2 separate regions of the Mus musculus genome follow, and region 1 is linked to region 2. The links are chromatin contacts, called in public HiChIP or PLAC-seq maps. All regions are on one chromosome and are shown on one strand. The core of a region is the stretch at or near the end of the contact, and the rest is flanking DNA. Distances in the headings are between cores, read along the strand shown.

Evidence for each region. HiChIP or PLAC-seq counts read pairs in DNA pulled down with a chosen protein or histone mark.
Region 1: a FOXA1 HiChIP or PLAC-seq map of pancreatic cancer cells shows a contact between it and region 2. The contact joins two enhancer-like sites. A contact is called at or near these places in 20 of 39 promoter capture datasets (the 3T3-L1 cell line, 3T3-L1-derived adipocytes, the C10 cell line and 11 more), 1 of 15 datasets of contacts at CTCF or cohesin (the NIH/3T3 cell line), 1 of 484 Hi-C or Micro-C datasets (bone marrow-derived macrophages), 14 of 115 datasets of contacts at active chromatin or transcription factors (bone marrow-derived macrophages, craniofacial prominence, embryonic basal ganglia and 11 more) and 1 of 9 other capture datasets (liver).

The regions. Positions count from the first base shown.
Region 1 is chr7:101,326,281-101,333,428 of GRCm38.p6, reverse strand. All of the region lies in intron 2 of Stard10 (START domain containing 10), which reads right to left. Among named protein-coding and RNA genes, the nearest start is that of Gm20476, 4.0 kb to the right of the region's middle. Within about 2 kb of position 4,383, at least 87 of the 459 cell types and tissues checked have an H3K27ac peak or open chromatin away from gene starts, as enhancers often do. A contact at or near this core is called in pancreatic cancer cells, where this site is marked.
Region 2 is chr7:100,982,469-100,989,628 of GRCm38.p6, reverse strand. No RefSeq gene overlaps it. Among named protein-coding and RNA genes, the nearest start is that of P2ry6, 22 kb to the right of the region's middle. Within about 2 kb of position 4,633, at least 81 of the 459 cell types and tissues checked have an H3K27ac peak or open chromatin away from gene starts, as enhancers often do. A contact at or near this core is called in pancreatic cancer cells, where this site is marked.

The DNA.
Region 1 (7,148 bases), core at 3,134-5,633, 340 kb before region 2:
GAATCAGGACCTGGCTTGATCCTTAAAACTGATATTAATTGGGGTGGGGGTGGAGTTGCTGGAGAGATGGCTCAGAGATTAAGAGTACTTGCTCTTCCAGAGGACCTAAGTTCAATTCCTATCACCCACATGGAGCTCACAACCATCTATGACTCCGGTCATAGGAGATCTGCTGCCTCTTCCGGCTTGCACGGGCACATGTTATACAGACATACATGTAGGCAAAACACACAAAATTTAGTAATAATTTTTTAAAGGGCAGTAACCCAAACTGCTAGTCTCAGCACTTCAAGAGATAGAGGAAGGCAGATCACTGGTGCTCATGGGCCAGCCTAGGCTACTTGTCAAGTTCTAGCCCATGAGAGACACTAGAACCAAAACAACAAAAGAAGAGAAGCAGCAGCAGCAAGGTAGATGGTACCTGAGGTGTGATAGCCAAGATTTTGCTCTGGCCTCTGTATATATACATGTGCATACACACACATGCATGTTGCACCTAACACACAAAGAACTGAGACAGAGTGTTTGCCTAGCCTGTATGAGGGCCTGGGTTCAATGCCCAGTACTCAGGAAAAAAAAAAAAAAAAAAAAAAAAAAACAACTAAGCTCAGGAAAAAATAAAATAAGAAAAGTTCTGTTACAATATTCATGAGTGTATTATTGAATTTGTAATTAGAAAATTACATTGGAGAACAGCATAAGCAAGGCCAGTTCCGCTCAGAATGACACATCACCCTGAGGACTGTGCAGCCATCAAGGGCTGTGTTGTCCACCCTGCCCCACCCCCAGGACGGGGGAGGGGGGCAAACCCTCAGAGCCCAGAGCAGGCCTGGTGGAAAGCAGCTGCCAGAACTGTTCATGAATTAATAACTCCAGTGATGTGAGCAACATCTACCCATGCAGATTTAAATGAACACAACAGCACACAAACTGCGCATGGTGTCAACAACGCATGGATTACCTGCACCCTTAGAAAAGAGCTGGAAGGGGTGTGGGATGGCCCCTTTGGGAAACCAGGGTCTGGTTTGGTCTGGTCTGGTTTGGTTTGGTCTGGTCTGGTTTTTTATTAAAAATAAGCAAACAAGCAAACAAAAAATTGAGACAGTCTCATGTAGACCAGGCTGGCCTTGGACTTGCTACATAGCCAAAGATCATCTCAAATTTCTGCCCTCCCACCCCCAGTCTGCACCTCCCCAGTACAGAGATCATAGGATTACACCACTACACCCAGTTTATAAAGTTCTGAGAACCAAACAGAAGGCTTCATGTGTGTGCCTGCCAGGCAAGCACTCTACCAAGTACCAAATAAGCTATATACCACCCCTCATTCTCTCGCACTGACACCCTATCCCACAAGGCTTCTGCTGTTTATCCAGGCTGGCCTCAAACTCTTGAGTTTACGTGATCCTCCTGCCTCAGCATACCTAGTTCTTGAACCTTTGGGCATGTGCCAGGTTTTAACTTTTGAATTCTTACTCTTGCTATAATATTTATGAATTTTTTTTAAATCCACTGTTTCATCTTGCACATCTGTAATCCCAGTGCATAGGAAACTAATGCAGGAGAATAAATTAGTTTGATGTCAGCCTGGCTATAGTAAGACCTGTGAAGAAACACATTTTGGTGTCCTCCTAATTAGAAGTTCTGTCCAGGTCAGGTGGTGGTGGCGCACACCTTTATTCCCAGCACAGGAGGCAGAGGCAGGTGGATTTCTAAATTTGAGGCTAGCCTGGTCTGCAGAGCAAATTCCAGCACAGCCTGGGCAACACAGAGAAACCCTGTCTCAAGATAGGGGTGGGGGTGGGGGAGGCAAGAGGAAGAGGAGGAGAAGAAGAAGAAAGAGGAGGAGGAGGAGAAGAAAAAAAGGAGGAGGAGGAAGAGAAGAAAAAGGAGGAGAAAGAGAAAGAGGAGGAGGAGGAAGAGGAAAAGGAGGAGGAGGAGGAAGAGGAAAAGGAGGAGGAGGAGGAAGAGGAAAAGGAGGAGGAGGACTTGTTGAAGTTGAAGGTGTTCTATCCAGAGCCTCTAAGACCATGTCCCTGGACCTGAGAGTCCAGGCTCACCCAGGCTGAGGCCTGACACTGTGGGCTGACACAAGTTATTGGAAATGCTCAGCAGTATCTGGCTTGTATGCCACTGATCACCAAAGAGACTGTGCTAGAAGTAAGAACCAGAGGGGTCTTAGGCTACTCACTCCTGGGCCAGGGCAGGAAGCAGGCAATGATGACCCTGCAGGGTCAAGGCAGAGACAGAAGGAAGAGGACCTACAGGCAAAGGAAAACATAGCAAAGCCAAATCTTAAAGGAAAGCCAGATGGGCAGGTGGCATCCAGGCGGAAGGGGGAAAAGGCCCTTGGCAGAGACTGGTACAAGCCGGGAACCAGAACCTGCTGGCTTTGGGAAGAAGGCACATGCAGCCGCATGTGGTAACCTGAGTCACCCTGAGTGAACAAGGATAAGGCAGGAAACGGAGCTGTCCCTTGGGTACTCAACCTGCTCATTCATTCATCCATTCAGCAACTGTTAATGGAGTGCCTGCCATACCAGGCTCTGTGCTAGTGGCTGGACAGCTTTGCCCACTCTCTGGGAAGTCAGTATCCCTTAGTGAATGGCGGTTTGAAAAAAGGGTATGGAGGAACCTGCCTAGAGCCAGTGTAACCCAAAGTCTACCCCGAAGCCTGATCCCTAAGTCCGTGAGAGAACCAGGGAATGCCAGGTGGGCTGGCACTTAGCCAGATGAGGGCTGTCCATGCTAGAGGCTGGAGCTTATAGGGCATGTGAGGAATGAAGAGGGGCTCTCGGGGCCACCTTTGCTTGGGGTGAGCCTACTGGAGGGCTCACACATCTGTAAAGAACACACATCTGTCGGCCTAATAAAAAGTCTCTGTCCCTGTCTTCCACCTCAGTAGTCTCACTGGAAAATGGCCATCGGTCCTCACAGCCTTCTCCTCTGAAGGGAAGGGGTCTGTCTGGCAGCAACTTACTGCGACCCAACTTTTCTCAGGCATCCCCAAGACTGGTGGAGGAGAGATGTCCTGCTGTGTCTTCTGTATACAGAGCTTCCTGTGGAGTCCCACCCAGGCCCTTCTCTGCTGCTCTCCATCCAGGGCTGGGTGACTCATCCGGGCTCTGCCTGGTGCCCTCCCTCCCACTGGTCTCCTGCAGCTTCCATGGACACCCCCACCCCCACCCCCAGCTTCAGCAGCAGGCTCAGCTCTGAGCAGAGATGAAGAAGGCAAGGCTGCAGAGGCTGACCTCATGTTCAATCCTTCTGCCTTTCCGCTCTTACCATGAGGGCAGGGGGAGACAGAGGAGGGAGGGGGAGCTGGAAACGAGAGGTATAATGGGGAGGTAGAAGAAAATGAGATAGAGCAGGGGACTGGTGATGTGAGACACAACTGGACACTGAGACGGATAACAACAAACACTCCCCTGGTGTCAGGGACCACCGTGGATTAGGAGCCCTAAAGATCTAGCAAGCACTGGACTTCTACCTCAGTCCCCAAGCCACTGGGTTCCCCATGTCCAACACAAACTCGTTAGCTGTCCCAAGTACCTGCTTCCCTCCAGTGCCTGGAACCCAGGCTTGGCTCTAAACCAATTCCTTCCTCTCCTTTCTCCCTAGCCCTGGTGAACTACAGCCTTCCTTCTGGGCAAGCCCTCTCTGCCCCATCCCTGCTTGGCCTCTGTATCCATATCCCCCTCTCAAGTCTCCAGGTTCCCAGTCAATCGGTCCCCTGACGGGGGAGGTTTCTAAGCCCTGGAACTGACAACAGAACTGCCAAGCTCAGAAGCCTCTCCCTTTCCAAGCTTCAGTATAAAATCCAACTGTCAGGCCTAGTGTGTGCATCTGCTGCATCCAGGTGCTCACAGACCTCCAGCATCTGGCTAGGCCTAGGCACCGCTCCCTGTGGAAGTCCTGTCTCACACCCTGCTCCCATCTTCAGGCTGTCTGTGGTCACTAGTCTCAGCACAAGTCTCTGTCCCAGCACTCCTGTGAAGGTTTTCCCCGTCTCTCCACCAGGTCTGGAGTCTCTGGAGGAGAAGGCCTAGGTCTCATCTGTCTCCATATCCACAACACAATAGCTGGCAGTCAGTAGACAGCAGAAGAGGAGGCTCGCTAAATGAATACACAACCCAGACAAGGGGGAAAGAGAGTGGGGCGGGGGAGAAGAGGACCAAGCAGAGCATCAGGGACACAAGCAGTTACCAGGCAGGGAGAAGAGAAGGTTGGAAAAGGGATATCCCGAGACCCAGAGAGAAGCCAGAGGCAGACAGAGGCTTTCAGAAGCAGCAGGAAAGAGAAGCCATGGCAGAGGCAGAGCTGCACTAGGGGGCAGGAGCTGCCAGGAGACAGCTGAGCAGACATAATTGGATCAGAGACAACGCTGCTCCTGCAGTGAGGGGGTGTGACTCACACACACAGTAATGCCAGACACAGAAACACAGAGACTCACACTTGGCACACACATGCATTCAGTGTGGAATGACCCAAACATCTCAGATGCCTGCTTGGGGTTGGGGAGCCTTGCACCTGCTTGTGAGGGGCTCTCAGTCCGCCCATCCAAAGGCTGTATCACACACAGCCACCCACAGTACAGTTCCATACACAGAAACCCACACGCACAATCCTCCACCCCCATCAAATTACCCTGTGCTTAGAACAGAGCCACCCTCTGGTATCTTCTTCAGCTGTTTGCTTCTGTTTTGCTTGGCTCCCTGACAGGATATGAACCTCATAACAACAGGGTCTGATAAGTGTGATTTGGTGCCAAATTCCCGCAGAACACTATCCTTGGCATATAAGTATGCACTCTTTAAATGTATGGACTCCGTGATTAAATGTATGTATTGAATGCACACATGCTAGAGACACACCGGGGATGCAGATCCTCTCTAGCTACGAGGCCTCTCTCTACAGCAAGTCTTATCACCTCTCACCCATTCCTAGTCCCGGGACATCTAGAAAGGTCCAAAGACAGAGAGCGGGGACCAGGGAATGATGAAGGGACCTTTGGGAGCCAGCACTGATAAGCATTGTGACAGAAACCTAATAAGATTAAATGGCCCAGGTGTTAGCCCTACTTCCCACCTGTGCAGATACTGTATACCTGCCCAAGGACAGAAAGATTCTAGAGATGTGGCATATGCCTGCCTTCTGGGAGCCCAGGCTGGAAGACAGGAAAGCAGTGGTACGCCAGAGAGGGCCAGTGAGATGGCGTCTGCTACCAAGACTAAGAGCCTGTGTTCAACATCTGGGATGTGCATGGCAAAAGGAGAGAACCAACTCTCTCAAGTTGCCCTCTGACCTCCACACTCCTGCCATGGCATATGCATATGCATGCATATGTGCACATACACATAAAACATACATACATACATACATACATACATACATACACACACACAGCTTCAGAAAACAGTGCCAGCTGCCCTGAGCCACTGGCCACAAGCTCCATTTAATGGCAAGTGACAAGAGTGTGTATTTGGCACGGGACTCTCCAATCCCATGTCTTTGAGTCTCTATAGGGACCTATCGCATCTACAACAACACAAGCATGCTACAAGGGGACAAAGAGTGCTGAGAGGGCTGGGAACACTGCCAACCTGACCCCTACTCTGAGCTTTGTCCCTCCTGTGGCCAGAGGATGATCATCTGCCCAGGTAAGGGGTCTGGGCTGTGACTGTATTCTATCCCTATCTACGCTTGTTGGTGACCTGGCACCCAGGCCTTTGGGAACACTCTAGAGAGGTCCAGTGTAGGTCTCAGACCTGTACAGAGAGCCAAGTCTCCAGGGTCATGGTACCCAGGCCTCTGGCTCCAGGTGGTCCAGCCAGGCACAGAGGCACAAGGGAAGAAAGAGGACCCAGCTGTCTCCAGGACTGCTCTTTTCTCTCATCTCCTGAAACTTTAAACACTCTCGGCTGGAAACTGAGCTGAGGCTCGTTAAAGTTTAAAAGCTGGAGCCTGGGGAAGTGGGTGTGGAGGGCACTAAGTCAGCCTAGGAACTGTAGACTCCCCTACCCCCGACAGGGACATAACCTGGACTCTCCCACTCACTGCCACAGCAAGGGCCACAAGGGGCCGTGCATCCCACCATCTTCTACCTCAGCACGATCACAGTTTGCACTTCATTTTCCTATCCCTCCTCATCCCTCTGGGTGGATCCCAAGCTGCACTGGCCTCAGCCTCTACTCTGGCACAGACTCAGTACCACTGCCCAGGCAGGTGCAGCCTCTCCCAACAGCAAAACCCTGGCACCATAAGACCCCTAGTTCCAGAAAGCCAAAGGCCTGGCCTAGCTCACTAATCCCTTTCTACCCCTTTTCTCAACCAGGGCAACTCCTCCAATGCCCTGTCCTGTCTCCTCCATCTTAACCTCCTCTTTGTACCTTTCCAGAGCACTCTGAATGCTGACAAACTCCTACTCTCCCCTCAATCCCAAAGCCACCACCTAGGCATTGAACTCCAGGACTGGCTGGCTCAGTGGCCACTCTGGGTTCAACTGGGAACCCTTCAATTCCTGGCTGTCCCCTACTTCCAGCCCGGGTCCAGATAGAGAGGCTATCCAGTGATGTTCACTGAATGAGTAACTGAAGTGCCAGAACACAGGCAAACCGATACTTCTGTCCACGTCAAACAGAGGAGGAAGTAGAAGCAGCCCAGAGCCACACAGCTAACATTTTGAACTTTGTGTTCTCTCTCTTCAACTCAAACAGGCACCTCAAGCCAGAAAGGTTTCCTCAACACCCCCAGCCACTGCTGACTGTCCCCCCCCCCTTTTAGTGCATCTTCCCTATAGTACACACTATTAACGCCCTGGGAACCTCTCTAGAACTCTCTTCCCCAGGACATCTCTGGAGGCCTCTTCTTCTAGGACTCCTATGTCAGTCAGGTCAAGGGAGACTCCTCGGAGCTATCCCTGAATTCAGAGTGCTCACCTAGGGGCCTTTCTTGCTGGCATAGACCACCAAGCCTTAGTTGACCAGCCTTACCTATGCCCTGCAGTACACTCACATCACCATCCTGGCCTAAGGTTTAGGATCACCTCTACAAACCACCTGCCCTGCAACTTCCCGTAGAGATGGACTCACTGACCCTCGAGAAGCAAAGGCCAAACCAGGAGCTGAACTCCCCCAGCTCCTAAAACC
Region 2 (7,160 bases), core at 3,384-5,883:
TGGGGAGTTGGGTCAGCGCTTCGGCGTGGCTACTGTTCTTATTGAGGACCTGGATTCAGATCCTAGCACATGGCAAGCCTGTAACTCCAGCTCCAGGGGAACCCACTGCCTCCAGCCTCCTCAGGCTCCTGCACACATGTGCGCATACCAAACACTGACACACATACATAGAATTTAAAGATGATAGAAAATAAAAATTTTTTAAAGAATATTATCTCCATCTATTTCCACATCAGCAACCTTCACAGCAAATGCTAATTGTGAAGGTGTTGTTGTTGTTGTTGTTTACAGACTTTCACTGTGTATTCCTAGCTGGCTTGAAACTTACTATGTAGACCAGGCTGGCTGGCCTCTGCCTCCTGAGTACTGGGATTAAAGGCATGCACTTGATTCTCAGCAGGCCAGGGGGTTAATCCAGACCCTATGGTTAACTCCCCCCTTTCCACATTTGCTTTCTATCTTTTTATTGTGCCTTTTTATTGTACCAGCAGTCACTGCTATCCCCCAGCTTCTCTGACCATGTCCAGCTGTGCATTTCTGTGACAAGGGCTTCAAATGCCAGCATGCCTTCATGTTAGAAACTAAATTTCTTCAGGTTAAAGAGACAGCTCCACAGTTAAGAGAGCTCACTGTACAATCATGAGACCCAGAGTCTAGATCGCAGCAGCCGTGTCAAAGCTGTAGGGAAGGAGCAGAGACAGGATTGCGGGAGCTTGCTGCCCACAGGCCTAACCAGAAAACACAAGCTCCAGGTTTGACCTTGGCTCAAAGGAGCAAATGAAGACAGACTGACGAGGGTGAGCATTCTGTATGAGGGGAGAAGAAGGAACTAAAATTCTACAGGGGTGGGCACACCATATCTGGGTGAGTGTTTACATGTTTAGGAATGTGGTGAGGGGTCTAGAGAGATGGCTCAGTGGTTAAGAGAACTGGCTGCTCTTCCAGAGGTCCTGAGTTCAATTCCCAGCAACCACATGGTGGCTCACAACCATCTGTAATGGGATCTGACGCCCTCTTCTGGTGTGGCTGAGGGCAGCTACAGTGTTCTCACATACATAAAATAAATAAATAAGTATTTAAAAAAAAGAAAAAGTGTGCTGAGGGAACAGGTTGGCGTTGGGGACAGAAGACAGGCCTGGGGGAGTGGCACGAGGGGGCTGGCAGAAGAAACGGGAGTATGGACAGGATCTAGCTGCCTTCTCTCCTTTTCCCTCTTCACTCCACACATTCCTCCAGCTTGCACTTCCTGTCCCCGGAATTCCTGGCAGCAAAGGGATGCGGGTGGAGGCAGTCCACAGCTTAACTTCTAGGTTGTCAGTTCCTGGAGCTGTCTCTGTGCTGTTTCACGGCTGTGCTTTGACCATGGTAGGATCCGGGTTTTTGATGCTGCACTGCTGCCCCTTGGTGGTCAAATCCTGATGAGGACTCAGGGAATGGAGAAGAGTCGTCTATTGCGATCTATCTGGATGAATTCGTGAGCTGTTTGGTAGTCAGGCTGTTGCTGGATCAGGGTAATGGTGGGATAGGAACAATGGATTGACAGAGGATCTAGCATGTTTATTGTCACTTACCAACTAAGTGACAGTGGCTGATTCTGCCTCTGCCATAGTGTCAGCTTCCTCCCTCCCCAGCCAGGGCTGGAGATCATTCTGTTCTGGGCACTCATTTGCCTGTGGGAAAGCCCTATTCAGTGCTCAGTCACAGCCAAAGAAGGGTGCAGCCCAGACCAATATCCAGGTGGAACACTTTTTCCTTGTCTCATTTTAGCAAAGCACCAGAGACCCCTGCCCTGCTGTCTTGTCTTCTCAGGGTGGCTCCCAAAGCTGTACTCTGTTCCCTGGGAAGTGTGGCAATAGAGTTGTCTTAGCAGCCAGTGGTGTTGACCTTTAAAGGACGGAAGCTAGTCCTATCGTTTGGATGCCCAAGCACAGAAGTAGGGAAAGTGCATCTAACTGATGCAGAAGTGGAGCTGAAGCGCTGGTCCGTGGGATGGAACAAAATGCACAAAGGTGATGGATGGGCAGGCCTAGGCTAGATTTCCAGGCCCTCCTGCTCTCTGCCGCCCCAGGCCTGCTCATTGCTCATCCCCAGGCCTCTGCTGACCCACAGACAGACAGATGGAAACCCCTTGTTGACCCACAGACAGATGGAAACTCCTTGCTGACCCACAGACAGATGGAAACTCCTTGCTGACCCACAGACAGATGGAAACTCCTTGCTGACCCACAGACAGATGGAAACCCCTCAAGTCACATCATATAGCATTGAATCTGAGCCCCAGCTCTTACTCCATGCCATTTCTTTGCATCTGTGACATTTATATACCTCATTAATCACGTGACCTTAGGCATCTGTTTCCTCATTATATAAAAAGGCAAAATTGTACTCAGTCAATACTTCATCCTCAACATCTGCCTTGTCCTGCTGGAATAAGAAGTTTCCAGAGAGAACTGCCTCTCTCTGTGTCCAGAACATTGCCTGGCTTGTAGGTGCCACACAACTATTTTCTGAATGAATGAATGAATGAATGAATGCAGTTTGCAATGAGGAATGAATGAGATACACTGGATGCATTGGCTATTTCCTGTTGTGACATAATGCCTTACAACAGCAATGTAAGGGGAGCGGATACACTGAGGTCCACAGTTTAAGAGGGGTCACATCTATCATATCTGCAGCCACACAGCACAGAGATGAATGCTGGCACACAGCTCCCTTTCTCCTTGTCATCCAGTGTGAGACCCCAGTCCGTGAGACAGTGACACTCACCTTCAAGATGGATCTTCCCACCTCGGTGACTCCTCTCTGGAAATGCCCTCAAGGACAAGTCCAGAGGTATGTCTCCTGAGTGATTCAGTGCCAGCCATCACACTGGGTAAACTCCTGCAGGTTAATTAGCACCAGACGGTACTCGTGAGACATTAATGCCCTCTTCACAAAGTAAATTTAAAAATAGGAGCTGTGGTAGCACAGACCTGTGGTCCCAGCACTGGGGAGGCACAGGCAGGAAGGTCAGAAGTTGAAGGTTATCCTCAGCTACAGAGCATGTGAGACTAGCCTGAGCTATATGGAGCCTGTGTAAAGAAAGGAAAGGAAGGAAACAAAAGGGAAGGTGACTAGCTCAGCCAGCAAAGGCCCTGGCTGCTGAGCATGACAGAGTCCGATCCCCCACATCCACATGGGAGATGAAAACAAACAGTTGAAAGCCCGCTCTCAGGAGCCCAGGACTCTGTGCACTCCTGGGAGTTCTTTCTCACCTTTTTCTTAAATATAAGTTCCCTCTGATAATAATGATAGCAACAACAACAATAACAACAACCATAATAGTAACAATAATACTATGTGTCATACCTAGTAGCACATGACTTTAATTCCAGCACTCAGGAAGCAGAGGCAGATAGGTTTCTGAGTTCAAGGCAAACTTGATCTACATAGCAAGTTCCAAGTCAGCCAGGGCTATATAGAGAGATTCTGTCTGAGTGAGTAAATAAATAAATAAATAAATAAATAAATAAAAGACAGATAGATTAAGAAAAGGAAAAAGGAAACCTACTATGTATCAGGTGCTTTCAATATACATTGTAAATAAATTGCTAGTGAATAAAAACGGTCACAGATGCTGCCTCTGCCTCTAAAAGGCAGGGGAGCAACAATCAATAATATTAATTGTAAATTATATGGTGTACTAAGAGGGATGACTGTTGTGGGAGGAGAATCCAGAGTGGGAAGGACTGGAAGCGGGGTGGGGGTGGTAGCGATGTTGCTCTTTTCATTTCTTTTCTGAAAAGGTCTGGTACATCCCTGACTGATCCCAAATTTGCCATGTAACCAAGGATAACACTAATATTTGGATGTTCTGCCTCTACCTCCTTAGTTCTGGACTTTACACATGCGCCTCCCATGCCTAGTTTTATGCAGTGCTGGGAACTGGACCAAGGGCTCCGTGCATCTGGACAAACCACTCTACCTACTGAGCATGTCCTCAGCCTAGAATCTGTTTGTTTTTGTTCAGTTGGGACAGGGTCTCTCCTAGACTTGCTTTCCTATAGCTAAGGATGACCTTGAACTTGTGATTCTCCTACACACACACACACACGCACACGTACACACACACACACACACACACACACACACACACACACACACCACCTCTCTGGAAGCGACTACAGACCTGCACCATAGGCAAAGGCCCAGCTTGAACCCAAGATCTTGATGAAGTCTGGTGAGGCCTTACAGCTTATCCACCGCAAGGGGTTGGAAGTTGGGAGGGCGTGAGGAGGAGCCCAAACAGTGAGAAGGCCTCTGGGTTTAAGAGAGGACGCGAAACACAGGGAGGGGAAGGACTCTTGTTATTTCCACTCACAAGCCAGTCCCAGGGCAGCTGGGAGTTGATTTGATCAATGACTTTTTCCTCTTTCCCTGAACTCCCTTATGATGGCCTTTTAATTGGGTCCATTTGTTCCAAGACCATGGGCTGAGCTGAGCAGACGCCAGATTATTTGCCCGTTATTAAGTAGACTAGGAAATGGGCCTCCGTCTTGGCCAGAGAAGTGAGAGCAGCTGAGCGGTGTCCCTGAGGAGGGCAGAGCGCTCTGCACTCAGCACCCTGCCATCCAGGCACTGGTTTTCCAACCCCACCCCCACCCCGCTAGCTTTTGTCTGCAGGCCCCTCCCCTCTACCCTGCCCTCCTGCGAGGGCGGGGTGGGGGTGGGGGGTTGCAGTTAACTGTTGATCACAGTTTTATGATGTTGAAAGTACTGTTCCCAGCCACATCTTACAGAGTCCGGTGACTACATTCTCTTTCTTGTAGAACTTTTTATTTTTTCTAGAGTTAATAATTTCCTAAGGGAGACATAGTCTAAAGACAAAGGGAAGGATAAATAAATCATAACTAATGCTTGTAACTAGATGGCTCAGTGGTTAAGAATGCCTGCTACACAAGCCCAAGGACCTGCCCTTGAGAAACATGCATCTGTAACCCCGGCTCGGTGGGACATGGAGCCAGTGGGATCACTGGCTTGCTGGTGCCAGCCTAGATGCAGTGAGAGACACAGTATTAAGGAAATAAGGCCAAGTAGAATAGATGGAAAGTGATGGTCTCCTGTGGCCTCCTTGTGAAATAGCACATGCACACGCGCGCGCGCGCACACACACACACACACACACACACACACACACACGAAAATAAAAACATCTTTAGGGGCTGGGGACTCAGCTTAGTGAAAGAGTGCCTAGCAAGCATGTGGGCTGCAGTCAGTCTTCAGCGCTGAAATAAATTAAGTTAAAAAAATTTTAAAGGTAAGACCCACAGTGGACTGAGACAGACATAACCAGCTGCTCATAATTCTCTTCCCCTATGAACATAAAATTATATAGATTGCTTTCTCAAAAAACCAATACACGTGCATATATATACATGTATATGTATATGTATATGTATATGTATATGTATATGTATATATTTAAATCTCATGTAATAATTTTTTAAAGATTTGTTTATTTATTATATGTAAGTACACTGTAGCTGTCTTCAGACACTCCAGAAGAGGGCGTCAGATCCTGTTACAGATGGTTGTGAGCCACCATGTGGTTGCTGGGATTTGAACTCCGGACCTTTGGAAGAGCAGCCGGGTGCTCTTATCCACTGAGCCATCTCACCAGCCCCTCATGTAATAATTTTAATGCACTGTATATACTATGTAATGCTTAAATCAAGTGAGGCATATCCTTTCTCCTCCTTCTTCTGTTTGTTTTGTTTTGTTTTGTTTTGTTTTGTTTTGTTTTGTTTTGTTTGAGACAGGGTTTCTCTGTGTAGCCCTGGCTGTCTTTAGAACTCACTCTGTAGACCAGGCTGGCCTTAAACTCTGAGATCTGCCTACTTCTGCCTCCAGAGTGCTGGGATTAAAGTCATGCACTGCCACCACCCAGACCATATCTTTCTTCCTTTTGCCATTTTCACACAGAAAGGGCATTGGATCCTGATTGGGAGTGACAGGCAGTGTGAACCACCAGACACAGAGGATGGGAACCAAACTTGGGCCCTCTGCAAGAGAAACAAGCATTCTCAACAGCTGAGCCATCTCTCCAGACGCTCGCCTAGCTTCTTATAATGGTAGGATATGATAATGTACAGAGAAACTCATGATTACACCCAAAAACAGAGGCCTTAGAGCCTCTGTTACCACAGCATTTGGGAGGCTGAGACTGGAGGATTAGAAGTTCAAGGTTAGCTTGGGCTACAATGTGAATTTGAAACCTACTTGGGGTATATAACAAGACCCTGTCTTAAAATGAAATGTTTAAATAAAAACAAACAAAACCACACAGTACAGTTTTTGATTTGCTAGCATACAAGCACATTTTTCTGCAAAGGGAATTAGAAGGAAGAGGCCTAATATTTCTCCTATTAGAAGTACATTAGAGCAAAAAGTGATGAGAAAAGTCTAGGTTTCTGCTTCTTTGTCTATTTTTCATTGTGAGATGGGGCATCGTGTATCCCAGCTGGCCTATGTAGCAAAAGAGGATGCTGAACCTGTGGTCTTTCTTCCCCGACTTCCCAGGGACTGGAACTGCAGATAGACATCATGAAGCCTGTGGTCTCAGGGCTTGACCCAGAAATTCGTGCAAGGTAGGCAAATGCTCTACTAACTGAGTTATAGCCCCAGATCTTTGGGGTTTTGCTTGTTTGCTTAATGAAGCATAGTTGGAATTTATTATAAGGCATTTTAACAGATTTCATTAATTGTTGAGGGCAGGGTGTGTAAAGCTGCCAGAGGATAGCTATGAATGAAGATCTCTCTCTCTCTCTCTCTCTCTCTCTCTCTCACACACACACACACACACACACACACCTTTATATGAGGGGAGCTTCAGGTTTCCAGGAGCACAGGGCAGACACCTTTACCCCTGAGCCATCTGCCAACCCTTAGCACAGATTTTAAGCATGACGGTTAAGAGAAGATAAACTTTGTTTGTTTTATTTGCTTGTTTTGTTTTGTTTTTCAAGACAGGGTTTCTCTGTGTAGCCCTGGCTGTCCTGGAACTCGCTCTGTAGACCAGGCTGGCCTAGAACTCAGAGATCTGCCTGCTTCTCTGTCTCTGCCTCCCAAGTGCTGGGATTAAAGGTGTTCTCCACCACCACCACCACCACCACCACCAC